Linked DNA regions of Sus scrofa: region 1 is linked to region 2. The links are chromatin contacts, called in public Hi-C maps. All regions are on one chromosome and are shown on one strand. The core of a region is the stretch at or near the end of the contact, and the rest is flanking DNA. Distances in the headings are between cores, read along the strand shown.

Region 1 (2,700 bases), core at 11-2,510, 140 kb after region 2:
CTCCCCATTCAGCATTATTCCAGAATTATATGCATCTTCTTCTCTGGTCTAATTTCCTTTGAAGAACAGCAAAAGAAGTAAATGGCTTTTTTTTTTTTTTCACTTAAGCCATAAATCAGAGTCCTCTCAACTATGCTGGTATCTGAGGTTGTAGGGCTCCCTTTAGAATGACAGTGTCCAATTATAAGCAAACACTGGCTGTTATCCCCAAGGAAAAGAGAATTCAAAGGATCTGTGAGATAGCACATAGCAAAATAACCTGATGGTTTGATAACTTTTTGACATCTCAATGTTTATTTAGTGCTAATAGTGATAGGCTATATCCATGTCTAAGTGGAATTCATAATTTAAAAGGGCAAGTTTAAAACACCATGTGCTAAGCCTGGATAAAAGGAGTATGACTAGCCGGATGCTTTTAAAAAAATTATATGATTATCTGGAAAGCCCTGTTATCAAGATTTTTGTTGTTATTTATGGAAGAATATTACTTTTTATCCCACTTCTTAGGATCTCATATTTTTTTAATTCCTTAAAACTCTTCACTTAATATTTACATCTTCCTTATTAAAATTCCAAAATTCAAGCGCTCCCAAGTCTTAGAGTTTAAGTGTTTCATGGTAAATTCTTCCCTAACTTGAATCAAATAGCAGTGAAATTTCACCTGAGCTTACATGAAGCTATTCATGTTCTTTATCCACTTGATAGGAATATTGATACACTGAATTCCATTGTCTTTGATTATAGAACACTGACCCAGGTTTAGAAGGGGCATAATGTAATGTATAGTAAATGCCCTTCGTTACGTTTGTGAAATTGGAAAAGTGCTATATTCTGAAATATTTATCTCCAAGGAACTCAGTTAAGTGACAGTGAAACTATATTATATTCTACCACCTGATCCTGGTTTTTCTTATAATTAAGTTTACATGTTTAGGATTAGAAGTTTTGAGATAGAAACTTAATTCTTTTTTTTTTTTTCCTGTAAGAAAGATCACTTCTGCCTTTTCTATTCTTTCCAGATCCAGTTCCTATCTAAAGAAGCCTCAGACTAGCCTTTAAAAGTATTACATGAAAGAGATTTTTAAGGATGAAATGTAAAAATTCTGAAAGAGATATGTAGACCTGAATCTGCGATTCTTCATAAAGCCAAGAGCTGCCTGTTTCGTAAAAACAGGACTAGTCATGTTTCACCCACTGACTAAATAAACTACAAGGAAGAATGCAGCCTGTCAGAGGTTATGGGTAGAAATAGTCACATATCAGGAATTTAAACTCTAGCCTGGGTCATTCCTAAGTAGATGAAGTTCACATCACACTATCCATGGTATGGAATGCTAACCTCAGAAGTCAGAATGAATCATTTCCATTGGTTCTTTATTGCTGTATAGCAAATTACCACAAACCTAGAGGTTTAAAACAATGTCTGCTTTTAAACTCACAGTGCTCTAGGCCAAAGACCGAGCCGACTCAGCTGGTTGCTCTGCTTGGGGTCATGCAAGGACAAAATCAAGGTGTCAGCTGGGCTGAGCTGTTATCTGGACATCCCAGGAAAGAATTTGCTTCCCAGTTCATTCAGGTTGTTGGAAGAATAAGTTCTTTGTAGGTATAGATTGGAGGTACTTGCTCCTTTTCTGCCTTTAATTATATCTGAAAAATTTCTTTGCCAGTGTTTCTGCCAGTGTTCAATCAGAGAAACAGAAAAGGAGACCTGCCTCAAGGGATTTATTGCAAGAATTGGCATAGGTGAGTGTGAGGATTGGCTCGGAAAGTCTGAAATCTGTAGGACAGCTTGGCAGGGAGAGCAGGCTGGAATGGTAGTCCACATACAGGATTTCTTCTGAGAAGTCTCAGTTCTGCTCTTAAGACCTTTCAACTGATTAAATCAGGCGCACTCAGACTAGCTGGGCTAATCTTACTTACTTAAAGTCAGCTCATTATGACTTTAATCAAATCTACAAATACCTTCAGAGAAACTCCTAGATTACTCTTTGATTGACTAACTAGAGACTATAACTAAGCCAAATTGGCGTATAAGTTAACCATTACAGCCCTGTAATATAACATAATCATAAGGTAACATCGGGAGATATGGGTCATGGGGCCCATCTAGAGTTCTGGCTACTATACAACTGAAGCTCCTTAGACACAAAAGAAATAAACCACTCTACAGAGAACCTCCCATGTCAGAGCAAGAACTTTAGATTCTCCGAAGAATCCTAATAAAAATGAACTCATGTTAAATAATTGTATATCAGATGAGGAAACTATCACCTTAAGGAAGAATTGGTGACATAGCAAGGAGAGGACTAACACCAAGAAATGGAAGCAACATTACAATCTAAAATAAAATATGAATACTCAATTGGTAAATGATTAAAACTTTTTTTCAAAGAATAGAAATCACAATGAAAGTACTAAACTGCCATAGATGAGCAGGAAAGTTTAGGGTAGGAAGAAATTCAACAATAAGAAATAAAATAGGAGTTCCCGTCATGGCACAGTGGAAATGAATTAAACTAGGTTTCGTTGTGGGTTTATCCCTGGCCTTGCTCAGTGGGTTCAGGATCTGGCGTTGCCATGAGCTGTGGTGTAGATCACAGACACGGATCAGATCTCGAGTTGCTGTGGCTGTGGTGTAGGACAGAATCTGTATCTCTAATTGGACCCCTAGCTTGGGAACCTCCATATGTCATGGGTGTG
Region 2 (2,700 bases), core at 201-2,700:
TGCCAAAGGGAAGTTTTGGGGGAGTCAGATGGGCTGAGAGTTTGGATGCAAACTACTACATTTAAAATGGATAAGCAAACTACTACATTTAAAATTGATAAGCAATGAGGTCCTGCTGTACAGCATAGGGAACTATATCCAGTCTCTTGGGACATACCATGATAGAAGATAATATAAAAAGATCTTGTATGTATATGGATGACTGAGTCACTTTGCTGTACAGCAAAAATGGCACAACATTGTAAATCTACTATACTTGAATTAAGAAAAAAGAATTCCCATCAAATGAACTAGGGAAAATTTTATGCATCTTCCTTCATGATGATTAATAAGCTCACTTTTTGTTATCTAATACTATATTCTTGAATTTTTCTATTGCTTTTAAAAATTACTTAGGTAATCTACGCTTGTTTAAAAACATTATTCTTACATAATATGAAAAATGAAGAATAGTATAAAATTAGTTGTGTTGCCAAGAGGAAAAGTCTTCTATATTATGTCCTTACCCCATGGAAGAGCCAATATTTGTGAGCTTTTTTTATGTGCATTCATTCAAAGCAGATACACTGTTTTTTGGTATAAAATATAAGATCATACTATATAGTGTGGTAATTTAATAGACTACATTGCTCATTCATTGCATCCTGAATTAGATGTCTTGACTTTTGTTTTATTTATTTTTATTTTTTAGAGCAAAGTGGCATGAAATTTTTTATTGATTTTTGAACTGGGAAAATTCTTACATGATCATTGGTGTGCTTTAACATTTTCATCAAAAGAAAACTGAGCCTGAGCCAAGGAAAAGGACTTTTGAGGGTCATGTAGATTTAGACATGTATCATTCAGTGGAAGCAGGAGGGGTGAAAAAATGGTTTGGAAGACAAGTGGTTAATTTTCAGGAAGCTAAAACTTAAAGGAGTAGAGGAAAAGCAACTGCTTCTCTATGTCATCCATTGCTTTGAAATTTTACATGAAGTATCAGAGGAAAAAGGAGAATAGTTTGTCATTGGGTAGACAGGTCAGATTTTTATACGTCATCAGCCACAATATATTATCTCCTGGGTGTCTTCCTGATTTCCTTTCATTTTTTTTTCTTTCTTTGCTAATACTCACATGTTACAGTAGTTCTGTGCCAGTGGAGAAGTAGATAGAAAACAAATACATACACACACTGACTTCCCCCACATCCCAGTTATTTTTAGTAAAACCTCTGTTAGCAGCATCCTTCAGTGAGCTGTGAAGGTTAGTAAGCAGTTACTGCTCAAACTTTATTTCAAGTGAAGCTGAAAGATTTTTTTAAAAAGCAAGAAGGGGAATTCCCATCATGCTGCAGCAGAAATGAATCTGACTAGAAACCCTGACCCTGACCTTGCTTGATAGGTTAAGGATCCTGCTTGCCATGAGCTGTGGTATAGGTTGCAGACGTGGCTTGGATCTGGCATTGCTGTGCCTGTGGTATAGGCTGGCAGCTGTAGCTTTGATTAGACACCTAGACTGGGAACCTCCATATGCCATGGGTGTGGCCCTAAAAAGAAAAAAAAAAGCAAGAAAGCATATTTTCAAGAATAAGTTGATGACATGGTAAAGTAAAAAGAAGTGTGAGAAATGTTCAGTGAGTAATGTTATGCTCCCATGCTTTGGGAATTTAAACCACGATCACTTAGTAGGTGGCACGTAGCCCAAGTGATATCTGAAGCCTTGAAAACATTGCTCTCAGTCAGAAAGCCACAAACACTGGGCTGCGTTTGTAGATTCCAGTGACAGCTCTAGGCTTGGCAGACATGGGAAATTTGTCTTTATTGTTACTAAGGGATTCCAACACACATTCTTTGGAAAGTAGAGAATGACCATCTGTTGTGGATAGGTGCCATTGTCTGTTGTGGCTTTGGGTTTTTTTTTGTTGTTGTTATTTTTCTTTATTTTTTAAAATGATTTTTATTTTTTCCAGTATAGCTGGTTTACAGTGTTCTGTCATTTTTCATTTTTTCATTATTTATTTATTTATTTATTTATTTTTATTTCCCCAATACATTATTTTTTTTTCTACTGTACAGCATGGGGACCCAGTTACACATACATGTATATATTCTTTTTTCTCACATTATCATGCTCCATCATAAGTGGCTAGACTACTGTACAGCAAAGTGACCCAGTCACACATGCATATATACATTCTTTTTCTCACATTATCCTCCATCATGCGCCATCATAAGTGACTAGATACAGTTCCCAGTGCTATAGGGCAGGCTCTCATTGCTTATCCATTCCAAAGGCAATAGTTTGCATCTATTAATCCCAGATTCCCAGTCCATCCCACTTAAATGAGAGTTGAAATGTTTATTTTAGGTTCTCTCTTGTTTTTGTTTTCATTTTGTTTGTTTTTATTTTTTGCCACCAGGCAATGTGTGGCAGTTCCTGGGCCAGGGATCAAACCTATACCACACAGCAGCAACCAGAGCCAAAGCAGTGAAAACACAGGAGCCTCAACCCACTAGGCCATCGGAGAACTCCCTGATCTTACTTTTTTTTTTAACATGCTGTTGCATTGGTTTGGATTTGCCCCCGAATTACTTACATTGAAAGGAAAAAAAAAAGCTACATTTTGGCTTAGTCAGTTATCTCCTTTGCAGCTTAGTATACAAATGTATGCTAAAGGAAAAAGAGAACTAACTATAAAATATAGGCTGAGAATTATGAATT

The links. A called contact is a pair of places that touch in the nucleus more often than the background predicts.
Region 1: a contact with region 2 is called in a Hi-C map of embryonic fibroblasts, with 2.4 times the contacts expected there. The contact joins two enhancer-like sites. A contact is called at or near these places in 3 of 47 Hi-C or Micro-C datasets (adipocytes and embryonic fibroblasts).

Annotation. Positions count from the first base shown.
Region 1 is chr13:153,043,236-153,045,935 of Sscrofa11.1, forward strand. No RefSeq gene overlaps it. Among named protein-coding and RNA genes, the nearest start is that of CBLB, 440 kb to the right of the region's middle. Within about 2 kb of position 1,261, at least 12 of the 83 cell types and tissues checked have an H3K27ac peak or open chromatin away from gene starts, as enhancers often do. A contact at or near this core is called in embryonic fibroblasts, where this site is marked.
Region 2 is chr13:152,902,596-152,905,295 of Sscrofa11.1, forward strand. No RefSeq gene overlaps it. Among named protein-coding and RNA genes, the nearest start is that of CBLB, 580 kb to the right of the region's middle. Within about 2 kb of position 1,451, at least 6 of the 83 cell types and tissues checked have an H3K27ac peak or open chromatin away from gene starts, as enhancers often do. A contact at or near this core is called in embryonic fibroblasts, where this site is marked.